Regions from separate parts of the Sus scrofa genome. Here region 2 is linked to region 1. Evidence: chromatin contacts called from public HiChIP or PLAC-seq data. All regions are on one chromosome and are shown on one strand. Each heading gives the region's core, a stretch centred on a gene start, on an enhancer-like site or on the middle of the called end of the contact. The rest is flanking DNA. Distances are from core to core; before and after follow the strand shown. Region 1 holds the start of KAT8 (lysine acetyltransferase 8). Region 2 holds the start of HSD3B7 (3 beta-hydroxysteroid dehydrogenase type 7).

The links. HiChIP or PLAC-seq counts read pairs in DNA pulled down with a chosen protein or histone mark.
Region 2: a contact with region 1 is called in an H3K27ac HiChIP or PLAC-seq map of alveolar macrophages. The contact joins the promoter of HSD3B7 here to the promoter of KAT8 in region 1. A contact is called at or near these places in 3 of 5 promoter capture datasets (fetal liver, fetal skeletal muscle and liver), 11 of 47 Hi-C or Micro-C datasets (alveolar macrophages, blood, embryonic fibroblasts and 7 more) and 2 of 2 datasets of contacts at active chromatin or transcription factors (alveolar macrophages and skeletal muscle).

What each region holds. Positions count from the first base shown.
Region 1 is chr3:17,368,500-17,375,083 of Sscrofa11.1, reverse strand. KAT8 (lysine acetyltransferase 8) reads left to right here and starts at 1,974. Exons shown (of 11, transcript NM_001284366.1): 1 at 1,974-2,202; 2 at 3,628-3,702; 3 at 3,783-3,958. The coding sequence starts at 1,992.
Region 2 is chr3:17,460,212-17,466,879 of Sscrofa11.1, reverse strand. HSD3B7 (3 beta-hydroxysteroid dehydrogenase type 7) reads left to right here and starts at 3,499. Exons shown (of 7, transcript XM_005655085.3): 1 at 3,499-3,744; 2 at 4,119-4,290; 3 at 4,509-4,664; 4 at 4,957-5,065; 5 at 5,144-5,243; 6 at 5,445-5,607; 7 at 6,055-6,668. The coding sequence starts at 3,628. The coding sequence ends at 6,470. It overlaps SETD1A (histone-lysine N-methyltransferase SETD1A), which reads left to right. Exons shown (of 21, transcript XM_021086406.1): 17 at 1-5; 18 at 103-213; 19 at 387-506; 20 at 2,069-2,206; 21 at 2,287-3,112. The coding sequence ends at 2,460.

The DNA.
Region 1 (6,584 bases), core at 725-3,224:
CCCGGGGGCCTGCTTGGTAGGACAGGTGATGGAGGTGGGGGATTGAGGGGAGACAGGAATTAAATCTGGAGGTCAGACACTTGCTGAGAATCCCCGAGCAGGGGGCGGCAAGGCTGGAGAGGTAGGTGGCATCAAGGTGAAGGGCCCTTACAGCCGAGAAACATGGGTTTTATTCCTGCACACAGCAGGGATCCATGGAAAGGCTTTAAGCTAGAAAGGGATGTTTCGGCTTGGATTCCCTAGAAATGCATCTGAAAGGGATTTGATGAGAAAGTGCTCCCACAAGGGAGTAGGGGAGGCAGAAGAGGGAAGGGCAGGAGGCCAGGCAAAAGAACTAAAGCTCTACAGGCACCGATGAACTCCTCCCTTGAAGGATCATTGGTTTAACGTCCATTTGAGTGGGAGCTGAGGAGGTAGTTAACTTGCAGGCTGAGAACTTTACATTTTCAGCTCTTTTGAGGCAAAACACCTTTATTAGCCTGAGGGGCAGTTCGCCAAAGAAGCCTCAGGTGCTGGCTTTTGAAAGCCGGTCAAAGGTAGTAGGAGAACAAAGGAGCAATAACAAAAGGTTCTTAGGGACCTGGGTGAATCATCTATAGAGTTCTAGGGGGATGGGGAGTGGGAAAAGGTACTACAATTTTAACCTTTTTCTTGCCTTGTCTTGTTTCATATGCTGCTGGCATTTAATGCTCCCCTCAAACCTCTTTATTTCCCAAAAGCCAAGTTACCAGCACTTCCCACTGCCATCCCTCACAAAGACTTGCGTGTTTCCTGATCTGTAACCTCAGACTTAGACCTTAAGCATTCCACTTCTCTTAGAATTGTTTTAAGCCCAATAACCAAGTTATAAGTCAAAGATGACTCACAGTGGCCAAAGGGAGGGTTTAATTGAGCACGTACTCTGCCTGGCATTGCTCAATATACTTGTTTTATATTCATGGGATATATCTATATATATCTATATGGTTCAACCTTTATAGAGATACTTGACTTATAGTTTCATCTTTGACTATGCTCTTGGAACAAACACATTTCTACACCTTCCCGAGTTGGGTCAGAACCCAGGATTCCTAATTCACTCAGTCCAAGACGCTCTCCATTATGTCCACTGCCTTTGGCCAGTTTCTGTTTAGGGGACCTGACCCTTTCTTTACAAAGGCTTGATACTGTGAGAGTGGTTTACTAGCTGTCCCAGGATACACCGTTCTGCTTCCCCCACCCCAACTGTCTCCTTTTCCCATCCTAAACAAAGAAGGAAGGTTCTTCAATCTTCAAAAACGGGATGACCTGTATGTGGCTGGCGGAAGGGGGGGGGTGGGTGTTAGTTCCAGGCTCACCTCTAAAGCCAGACAGCCAGGGAGGCTGCTCTGGCTCCGCCCTGGTAAAGTGGAGGCAGTGCTCCCTGATAATTGGCATATCCTGGCTTTCTCAGGCACCAGGGCCTTTTAAAAGATCGATCTGAGGAGTTCCCGTCGTGGCGCAGTGGTTAACGAATCCATGAGGTTGCGGGTTCGGTCCCTGCCCTTGCTCAGTGGGTTACCGATCCGGTGTTGCCATGAGCTGTGGTGTAGGTTGCAGACGCGGCTTGGATCCAGCGTTGCTGTGGCTCTGGCGTAGGCCGGCAGCTACAGCTCCGATTCGACCCCTAGCCTGGGGACCTCCATATGCCGCGGGAGCGGCCCAATAAATAGCAAAAAAAGACAAAAAATATATATATATCGATCTGAGACATCACATCCGGAAAGCCTTTCTCCGCTCTCCAACTCCAGGGTGCAGCCACAGTTCCAAACGTCAGCCAAGTAACTCCAGAGCAACCGGCACTGTCAACGTCAATCTGGTCCGGCGCCGCGGAGACAGCCGCACTAGCCAATGAGCGCCTGCTACGTCACAGACCCCACCCTCCAGCCTACTGCGGCCTCCGCTACACGTCGCTGACCCGGAACTAAAGGCGCTGTGCGGCGCCGGATTCTGGCGTCACTTCCACTACAGCGATGGCGGCACAGGGAGCAGCTGCAGCCGTTGCGGCGGCGACTTCAGGGGTCGCGGGGGAGGGCGACCCCGGGCCTGGGGAGAATGCGGCGGTCGAGGGGACCGCCCCGTCCCCAGGCCGCGTCTCTCCGCCAACCCCGGCGCGGGGAGAGCCGGAAGTCACCGTGGAAATTGGAGAAACGTACCTGTGCCGGCGACCGGATAGCACCTGGCGTGAGGGCGGGGCCCAGGGCCAGGGGGCGGGGTTTATGGCCGGGGCGGGGCCTGAGCAGGGAGAACGCGGAGTTTCGGGCTCGCCCCGGCGCCGCCTGCAAACCCCACCTATCGGGTGTTAGCCAGATTCTTCCTGCTGTGTATAGAGCTCCCGCTCCACTTCCTTGCCCAGTCTTAGTCTTCATTCTCTTGTTAACCCGTTTCCTCACTGGTCGCCCTTGACCCTGTGACTTCCCCTTGCATCCGTCCCCGACAGCTGCCAGCGGAGAGGAGCTCCCAGAACACAGAAACGAACTTCCCCTTTTCTTCTATTATTTTGAGTCATTTCCATATTAACCCCAGAATTCCTTAGAATGGCTTTCATCTTTGTGACCTGTCTGGTTTTAGCAGCCCTAGTAAGGGCCGTTGCCAGACCAGACCACGCTGTCCACTCTTCAGACCACTTATGCCCTGTGCTTGGAATGCCCTACCCTTTTCCTTGTTTAGCCGGCTAGCCCCACTCATCCTTTTAGCATCATATCCCTCGTGATGCCATTCTTGACTCCCTTCAGGCAAAGTGAGTCGTTCCTTTGTGTGTTCCTGCAACATTTTCTACATACCTGAACCATGGTATATGTACCATTATGTTGTCTTTGTCTTCCTCTATCAAAGTGGGAACTTCTGGAGGGCAGGTCCATCCTGTGATCCATCACTGTATCCTCTGTACCCAGCAGCAACCCAGCCCAGGATCAGACAAGCAGGGGTTGCCTTACTCATTTCTTTAATGGTCTGCTATTTGTCAGATGCTATACTGAAAGCTTCAGAGCCATTAACTCACCATTTGAGGCGGACACAGCTGTCGTTATTTTGCAGATGAAGAAGCTGAGGCTCAGAAGGCCAAAATAACTTGTTCAGTTAAATACAGCTAGGAAGTGGGGCTGTGTTATTTCACAGCTAGTCCTCAGGACCCCTGAACAAACAAACCACTGAGTATTGAATTTGGAGCCAGACTTAAATTCAGATAAGTATTAGCTCTTACCATTATTCAAATAGGTGAGCCTGGGTAAGCCTCAGTTTCCTTATCTCTAAAATAAGAATAACAGCCCCCGTCTGGCCCACCTCAGACAGTGATTGAAGGGAGTGGCAGATGTGAACAGGTGAGGTCAGCTTACAGTTGGCCTTGGAACCTGGGAAACTGCTCCTCAGTGTGAAAGAGCATCCTTTTTTTTGGCCGCCCTGTGGCGTATGGAGTTCCAGGGATCAGATCGGAGCCACGATTGCAACCTACACTGGATCCTTAACCCATCGTGCCGGAGCAGGGATTAAACCTACATCCTAGTGCTCCCTAAACACTGCCGATCCTGTTGTGCCACAGTGGGAACTCCTGAAGGAGCACTCTTGCCCCAGTCCTGCTGTCTTACTTGATGCTCTTTTCTCCCTCCACAGATTCTGCTGAAGTGATCCAGTCTCGAGTGAACGATCAGGAGGGCCGAGAGGAATTCTATGTACACTATGTGGGCTGTGAGTGACTTGGGGTAGCCCCGGTCTGGGTGGGGTGGATGGGGGTGGAAGGGCAGCCCCCTCATGGCCCGTCCTCACAGTTAACCGGCGACTGGACGAATGGGTAGACAAGAACCGGCTGGCACTGACCAAGACAGTGAAGGATGCCGTGCAGAAGAACTCGGAGAAGTACCTGAGTGAGCTGGCTGAGCAGCCCGAGCGCAAGATCACTCGCAACCAAAAGCGCAAGCACGATGAGATCAACCACGTGCAGAAGGTCCGAGCCCTCCTTTCCCCAGGCGGCTCGAGGCAGCTCAGCTGCCTCTGCAGACTCCCTGGGCTCCCAGTACCAGAACCACAGCAGCTCCCATTTCTTAACCCCCTACCGGGTGTCGGGGACTTTACCTACCTCTTCACAGATAAGAAAACTGAGGCTCAGAGATGGCAAGGGCTTGGCTACAGTCTCACAGCAACGAAATGGCCCAGCTGGGACTGGAACTCAGGCCTCTTGCACCAGTGGCCTCTTTTGCCTCCCTCTCGGCTGTGCCGCCTTGACAGATGGATGTGAGGTCCAAAGGGGAGGAAGAGAGTGAGTGATTTGGGGCACTTGCTATTGCCAGGCGCCATGCAGAGTGCGGTACCTGTACAAGCTAATCAGATCCTCCCTAACAGCGCAGCACCACAGGGATAATAATTGAGGAAAGCAGGAAGGCTCAGCGAGGTTAAGTAACATGCCCAAGGTCACACTGCTAGTAAAAGGGTGGGCTGAAACTAGGGTAATAGTGGCAAACATTTATTGGCTTATGAGCCACAGTGTCAGGATAAGTGTTTTAATACTGATCTCATTGACGTTTCACAGCAACTCTGTGAGGTAAGCATTGTATCCCCAGTTCACAAGAGAGGTACAGGTAAGTTTAAGAACCCAGTCAAGAGTTAGATTTGCCAACTAGATTGTCCAACTTGGGGCACACGCCCTTGGACATAACTTTGAACATCTAGAAGCTCCATTTATTTGCAAAACCTGGGTTTTTTCTTGAAGCCAGCCTGCAGAGGTTTCTTTCCTTCCACTCTGAACCTCAGTTTCTTGATTTGTGAAATGAGGCGTGCAGATGAGAACAGAGGTCGTGGAACTCTCAAGGCACCCAGACATTCATTATTTAAACCATGTGATTTCATCCTTCTGATGGCTTGCTGTGGGCTTTGGAGCAGTGGTGTGCAGACTGTGGGGCACTGCTGTTAGTAGATCACTGTATTAGTTCAGAGCTGTGACCGTGTAATTTCACACACAAAAAAATGGAAGAAACAGGATAATAGAAAGTAGCTGAGTGCAGGAGTTCCCGTTGTGACTCAGTGGTTAACGAATCAGACTAGCATCCATGAGGTTGCAGGTTTGATCCCTGGCCTCCCTCAGGATCTTGCATTGCTGTGAGCTGTGGTTAGGTTGCAGACATGGCTCAGATCCCATGTGACCCTGGCTGTGGTGTAGGCTGGCAGCTGTAGCTCCAATTTGACCCCTAGCCTGGGAACCTCCATATACCGCCGGCACGGCCCTAACAAAAAAAAAAAAAAAAGAATCAGAGTGCGTTGTACTTTTTAAAGGTAAGTATTGTTTTGAGATGCTTTGATGTCACATACAGATATACGAAGGTGTGTACACAAACATGCCAAGTGGTTTACAGTGCTGTGATTTCAAAACACTTGAGGAGTTCCCTGGTAGCTCGGCAGGTTGAGAATCTGGTGTTGTCACTGCTGTGGCTCAAGTCATTGCTGTGGTGCAGGTTCGATCCGTGGCCTGGGAACTTCTGTATGCCAATGGGTGTGGCCAAGAAAACAAACACGCAAAAAAATGGGAATACTGTGGATTAGCTCTCTCACCCTCTAAGGCAGTACCGTACCACTGAATGAGCTGTGACAGATGGGGGTATTCTAGGTCTGCTCCGTCCAATACAGCAGCCGCTGCCCACGCGTGGCTGTTGAGTGAAATGTGGTGAGTGTGACCGAGAGTTAAATTTGATTTGCATGTAACAAACTTAAGTTTAAGTAGCCACTTGTAGCTAGTGGCTGCTGTCCTGGCCAGTATAGATCTGAGGTTTTCTTAGCTCTCAGCCAGGTTGCACTGGCAAATTAAGTCTCAAAGATATAACTTTAAGCTGGCAGGCAGCAGGGTGGGCCAGTGGTTGATAAAACGAATGAATAGTCAGCAAGGTTTTTCAGAGCCTAATTAATGTTTAATTCTAAATAAATTGCAGCGTTTAAGAAAGTAGTGTTTTTGTAGTTCTTTAATGCATTTGCAGAAGAGGATGTGTCTTATGAGTTGGGAAATGTGTTTGGTTTTTTTTTTTTTTTTTTTAATCTTTTTAGGGCCACACTCGTGGTATATGGAGGTTCCCAGACTGGGGGTGGAATGAGAGCTGCAGCTACCGCTCTATACCACAGCCACAGCAACGCCTGATCTGAGCTGCATCTGCGACCTACACCACAATGCACAGCAATGCCAGATCCTTAACCCACTGAGCCAAGGCCAGAGATCGAACCTGCATCCTCATGGATGCTGGTCAGATTCATTTCCGCTGCGCCACGACAGGAACTCCGGGAACTGTGTCTTAAAGAGGCAAAGGAGGAGGAAGACCTTCCCTCCCTCATCTTTGCAGGGGTTAGGCTTGGAGTTGGACAGGGGAGGGGCCCACGCCCAGCTGAGCTGAGTGCCACTTCTGTGACCTCACGTCTTTGTGCCTCAGTGTCCTCTTTTGTGCAGCGTGGCTGATGAGCACTCCCGGCTCCAGTGCGTGTGAGGGCTGAGTAAGGCAATGCCTGTGGAGTGAGGGCTTGGCACTTGGAATAAATGGCAGCAGGCTAGTCCCCAAGGGCAGGTGACCTCATCTCTCCCTGCTTGTTTATTTCTC
Region 2 (6,668 bases), core at 2,250-4,749, 90 kb before region 1:
CTCAGGTGAGGCTCCACCCACGCCCCTGCCTGCTGGCTGCACCTTCTTCCCATGAGTTCTCCCATCACTCACCGTCTCTCCCTGGCCTGCTGCTGCTCACAGGGGACGAACCGTGTGCTTTCGGAGCGCCGGTCGGAGCAGCGGCGGCTGCTGAGCGCCATCGGCACGTCGGCCATCATGGACAGCGACCTGCTGAAGTTAAACCAGCTCAAGGTGCGGAGTGGGGCTGAGGAGGGAGGAGGCGCGGTGGGAAGGCCGTGTCCTGGAGCCCTGAGGGCTGCGGTGGGCGAGGGCCCGGGACACCCTCTGCCCTGGGGGTCCAAGGACAGGTGCGGAGCCAGGTTGAAGGGGACACCCAGCAACAGAGTCTGCCTTCCGCTCTCTAGTTCCGGAAGAAGAAGCTGCGATTTGGCCGGAGCCGGATCCACGAGTGGGGGCTGTTTGCCATGGAACCCATCGCAGCCGACGAGATGGTCATCGAATATGTGGGTCAGAACATCCGCCAGGTGAGGCCCCCGCACCCAGCCCCCGATCTGACGGCGGCATGGGGTGCTGACACGAGAACCACCTGACCCTCGGGGTAAAGCCCACACTCGCTCCCTGCTCCGAGATTTAGCCAGTGCAACCTGCCTGCCTTTTTTCCTCCGTTTCTTCCTTCAGCAATTAGTAATGGGTACAAGTAAACTAGTTGTTAATGATCCTGCAAGAAGTGAGACTGATATTCTCTCTCCCCTTAAGGACCTCACAGCGTAGTGGGCAAGATAGGTGTTCAACAGGTAACTGCAGTAAAGGGTGTCGTGTGGCTGCTGTGAAAAGGGCTGGGACGTTCAGGGAGGCAGAGGTGGGAGCACAGTGATGTTTGCATGAGGAGCTGAAGGGTGCTCCCAACCGGGAGACGGAGTGTGCAAAGGCCTGGACGCAGGATGGTCTTAGAAGGGCAAGGACGTCAGTATGGCTACTTGGAAAAATCAGGGCCAGTGGCAGCGGCGGGAGCCGGAGGGGCAGGTGGGAGGCCAGACAGCACAGTGCTTGAGCGCCAGGTTAGTAAGTTAGGACCAGTGGTGGGAAAGGAGAAGAGGCACCGCAAGGCCTTAGGCAGGAGAGGACCTGGGAGGTGGAGTCAGCTCCCTCTGACTACAGAGCCAAGAGAGCACTCAAGGCTGAGGCCAGGGTGGGGGCGAGGGGGCTGTCGCAGAGCCCCTAAAGGCGGGGATGGCCTCCACTAGGCAGTGAGGCCAAGGTAGCTGCAGGACCAGGCAACGAGGTGGCTCCAGAGCAGGAGGGCAGGGGCCGAGGTGAGACGGTTTCTCAGGGTGCTGCCTTTAGCGGCCGGCTGAGTAGGTGGGGCTGCCGGTGAGGGGGTGGAGGCGGGGTGTGGTCACGACAAGCTCCAATCAGGACAGGGCGTGGGAAGTTGCGGTGCCCGGGGGACATCCAGGGGCTGCTCAGTGGAGTGGCAGCTGCACTGAGGTGGATTTGGGCTGGAGGTGGAAGTTTGGGAGGAGCCCTCTCCACTTGCCTGGCAGCCGAAGCCCTGGGAGACAGCGAGTGCACCCAAGGGGAGAGAGCAGCGGCATTATCGCCCTGTTTTCTGGGAAATGAGTTATTCCTCACAGACCGTGAGCCCTGACGTGGACGGCAGCAGCCGTGAGCACCTGTTTTGGAGAAGGGATGAGTAGGGTCCAATCTGTGAAATGGACGCTGTCGTCTCAAGAACTGCCCCAGCCCTCAGCCATCTGGGGGCTCCGCTGGGGGCCAGGCAGACGCTCCAGGAGATGCTGGTGGCTGCTCCTGCCCAGTGACCAGTGTGGACTTCCCTGGGGTCCTCTTTGGGTGACTATCAGAATGGCAGCCGAAGGTATAGGGAGGTGACCCTAAGAGGGGTGCTCCTGGGAGCAGGGTCAGGAGAGTCGGCGCCTTGGAGTAGCGGGTGCCAGAGGGAGCGTCACAGATCCCGGACGGGTCGGCGTGGCCTCCAGGGTGGTAGCTGGGAGACTGTCCAGACGCCTCATCACAAGGGCCAGCGGGGTCAGGCCAGCCCCCTGACCATCACGCTCTGTGCTGTTAGATGGTGGCCGACATGCGGGAGAAGCGCTACGTGCAGGAGGGCATTGGCAGCAGCTACCTGTTCCGGGTGGATCATGACACCATCATCGATGCCACGAAGTGTGGCAACCTGGCGAGGTTCATCAACCACTGCTGCACGGTGCGCGGGGGGCCGGGCCGGGCCGGGGTGGGGCGGGGGCCAGGGGCACAGCCGCAGCTCACCCCATCCTTGTCCTGCAGCCCAACTGCTATGCCAAGGTGATCACCATCGAGTCGCAGAAGAAGATCGTGATCTACTCCAAGCAGCCCATCGGTGTGGACGAGGAGATCACCTACGACTACAAGTTCCCGCTGGAGGACAACAAGATCCCGTGTCTGTGCGGCACCGAGAGCTGCCGCGGCTCCCTCAACTGAGGTGGGGCAGGACTGGTGCCCTCACCCCTATTTATTCCCCTTGGTGCCCTGAGCTCCCAGCCCACCCAGCCTTAGTGGGCTCAGCAGGGCCCACGTGCCCCATCTCCGAATGTGGGGTTGGGGGCCCCCCGAGCCCAGGAGGGAGCCTCAGTCCCTTGAGGCGACTTCTGCTTCCCCTCTTGCCCCTGCCCACCCATCCCCTGAATTTTTTTTCTTTGCGGAGAAGAAGCTGTAAATGTTTTGTAGCTGCCAGCAGCTGTTTCCTGTGGAAACCTGGGGTGCCGGCCTGTACAGATCCTGTTCTTGGGGGCTGCACAGCCCCCTTGCTTTGTGTTCATGGGGCTTCCCCTTTGTGCCCTGCGTGCACCCCTCCCCAGTTTAGGGGTCTCTAGGGGCAGTGGCCATGTTCTCCCCCTGGGGGGGGGCCCTGCGCCCCCAGTCCTGGGGACTCCGTGCCTGGAACCCTGCCTCATCTTCTGTTCCTGCCAGACCCTGTGGGTCACCCTCCCAGCCTGGTGTCTGGAAGCTCCGGCTTTGCCAGGCCGGGATGGTGGGGGGCGGGCCCTTCCTGTTGGGCTGGACTGTACATATGTTAATAGCGCAAACCCAACGCCACATTTTTATAATTGTGATTAAACTTTATTGTACAAAAGTGCTTGGTCAGTATCTTTGGGAAAGAGTAGGGTGGGATGGGGGCTGAGGACAGAGGGTGGGGCAAGTGAAGAGAGGGGGAAACAGGTGGCCTGAAGCTTGGGGTGGGGAGAGGGCCTTTCGGGCAAGAGCCAGGACCTGCAGACTCAGCCACCATCACTCTGGGCCACCTGCTAGGCTGGAACAGCCATCCAGAAATCCCCCGCCAAGGCCGGCCAGGGCAGGGCCAAGGTCAGGCCTCCCTTCCCTTCCCAGAACCACAGCTGCTGCTGGGCTTCTGGCCTCCTGGGAAATCCAGCAGGAGGGAAAGACTGACATCATGCCCTGGGAGCGAGGTCACCCTGCCTGCTCCCTTTACCTCGCCCACCCAGCAGGTTCCAGCTTCCCCATTCCCTTTCCTCAAGTTCTCTGCTGGAAGCAGATGCCAGTGCAGCGTGGAGTGGCCACCAGAGGGTGCCCTGTGGCAAGAGTAAGGTGGGCGGAGAGGTGGAGGCTGGGCTGGTCTCTGTTCCTGGAATGGGCCAGGAGGGAGGAGGAGCAAGCGGAAGGGGACTGTGTCACGGGCCCGCTGGCCTGGGGGACGAAGACGGCCTCCCGGTGGCCAGTTTGGGTGTCCTGGGACCTTGGCAGCAGGTAGGCAGCAGTGATGCCAGGGCCTGGGGTCCCTTCCCCCCATCCCGGCCCTTCCCACCTTCCTCTCCCTGCCGTCCCGGCTCCCTGCCAACTGCCTTTCCTTTTCTGTCTCGGGACCTCCTCCTCCGCCTCAAACCCTGAGCCCTCCCTGCACGCCAAGCCTTCCCCTCATCTTGGTAAGTGCGGCTGGCAGGGTTGGGACAGGTAACCTGGCTGCGGCTCCCACGGCTGCAGCCTCTGGAAACGGCTCTGGGCCCCGGGTCACTGTTGCTGTCCACTAAGCCAGAGGCCTCTTCTAGGAGTAACAGGTGGGCTGTAGGTGCCGGGGCAGGTGGCAGCAGGCAACCCAGGTGAGCCAGGGTGTCTTTCCCCAGCAGGGCATGGCAGATTCTGCTCAGGCCCAGAAGCTGGTGTACCTGGTCACAGGTGGCTGTGGCTTCCTGGGGGAACATGTGGTCCGCATGCTGCTGCAGCAGGAACCCCGGCTCTGTGAGCTGCGCGTCTTCGACCTACACCTGGGCCCCTGGCTGGAGGAACTGGAGACAGGTGACTGTGGTGGGGACAGAGTGGGGACGGGGGGAGAGGATGTGGACTTCCTTCCTTGGGGTGGAAAAGATGATGTCTCCTATGTTTTCCAGTGTGGACGGATGGGATGAATGAGTCACATTGGGAATATGTGGCTTCCAAGGGTGTGGGCCAAACCCAGCAGCTGGCCTGTGGCCTCAGCTCTGACATTGCCTCTGGCTGCTCCTACCCATCCCCAGGGCCCGTGCAGGTGACTGCCATCCAGGGGGACGTGACCCAGGCCCATGAGGTGGCAGCGGCTGTGGCCGGAGCCCACGTGGTCATCCACACAGCTGGGCTGGTGGATGTGTTCGGGAGAGCCAGTCCGGAGACCATCCATGAGGTCAACGTGCAGGGTGAGCGGCTCTCCACCTACTCTGATCACACACGCAATCCTCCCTGGCGCATGGCCTGAACTTGGCTGTTTGTTCCCTGCCCCCTCTTTGACCTTGACCTCTGTAATTCTCCTGTGACAATCTGTCCTGTGGACACTCCTGCCCATCATGGCGGGCTGGCCCTCACTGACCTGCCGTGGTTCGCCCTGGGCCTGGAGCTGGAAGACTCGGGTCCTCCTCCAGCTTTGGGATGGGGAGCGGAAAGATGCAGAGGGGGAGGAAGCTTTGGTTTAGACGTCCCCCCCTACCCCAGGCACACAGAATGTGATCGAGGCTTGTGTGCAGAATGGAACACGCTTCCTGGTCTACACAAGCAGCATGGAAGTTGTGGGGCCCAACATCAAGGGCCAGCCCTTCTACAGGTGAGCTGAGGTTCCCCTCAGTCCTTCAAGGCCCCCCTCTCTCCCCAGCATTAAGAATTTTCCCTCTCCCCCCACTAGGGGCAATGAGAATACCCCATACGAGGCAGCACACAGACATCCGTATCCTCGCAGCAAGGCCCTGGCTGAGCGGCTGGTCCTCGAAGCCAACGGAAGGAAGGTAAGACAGCGGATGAGATGTGGGAGCCAGAGCGGGGGTGGAAAGAGCTGCCGGGCAGAGGCAGAGCCAGGGCCTGCAGGCGCCTTTGCATCCTGCCCTGGGCACCTCCCCTCCATCTCCAGCTTTTGGAGGCCAGGGCAGAGGGCAGGCCCTAGGGGCGGGGTGTCCTAGGTCTTAGCAGTGCCTGCCTTTTGCCCCCAGGTCCGCGGGGGGCTGCCCCTAGTGACGTGTGCCCTGCGTCCCACTGGCATCTATGGTGAAGGCCACCAGATCATGAAGGACTTCTACCACCAGGGCCTGCGCCTGGGGGGTCGGCTCTTACGGGCCATCCCGGCCTCTGTGGAGCATGGCCGGGTCTACGTGGGTGAGGCTGGGCTAGGCGGCGGGGGGAGGCTAACAGGGCTCTGGGATCCACGTGGTTCTGGGGTCGGGGATGGTTGTGTACTCTGGCTAAGAGAGGACGGTCTATACCTGGGCCAGAGCAGACAAGGGCCATGCAAGGCGAGAAGGACGGCCTCAAAACGTGTCACAGGCTGAGTGAGGAAAGGGTTGGAGTTATGGGAGCAGCATCGTTCCAGGACCATCAGCAGAAAAAATAGCCTCCATTCAGGCTGGCCCTCAAGGGCAAACGGCTACAGGGCCTGGAGGGAAGCAGCCTTCAGCACAGCTGTTGCTATGAGGGCAGCATCCACAAGGGCCCAAAGAGGGGGCAGCTTGGCCAGCACTGGCCGGGGAGAGACCAGCATGGACCTGGTCACAAGGGCACTGAGGGCCACTTCCCCCCCTTCTCCCCTCGGCCCTGTCCCCGCAGGTAACGTGGCCTGGATGCACGTGCTGGTGGCCCGGGAGCTAGAGCACCGAGCGCCACTGATGGGTGGCCAGGTGTACTTCTGCTATGACAACTCACCCTACAAGAGCTACGAGGACTTCAACATGGAGTTCTTGGGCCCCTGCGGACTGCGGCTGGTGGGCAGCCGCCCGCTGCTGCCTTACTGGCTGTTGCTGTTTCTGGCCACCCTCAATGCCCTGCTGCAGTGGCTGCTGCGGCCGCTGCTGCTCTATGCGCCCCTGCTCAACCCCTACACGCTGGCCGTGGCCAACACCACCTTCACTGTCAGCACAGACAAGGCTCTACGCCACTTTGGCTATGAGCCCCTGTTCTCCTGGGAGGAGAGCCGGGCCCGCACTATCCGCTGGGTGCAGGCCGGGGAAGACTCCACCCAATGACAGTAGGGCTGGGGCCCGGAGCCTGGCGTGGCCCAGCCATCCGGGTCCAGGGCCCTCAGATCCTGGGTGGGGACGCATTCTAGAGCTGCAGGAGGGGCCTGGTGCCAGACTGCCCATCCTAGAGCTCTCATTTTAATCCACAAGCCTTGGGTCTGTGTCCTGATGTCTAGTTCTCAGGCAGGTGTGTCTTCTTCACTC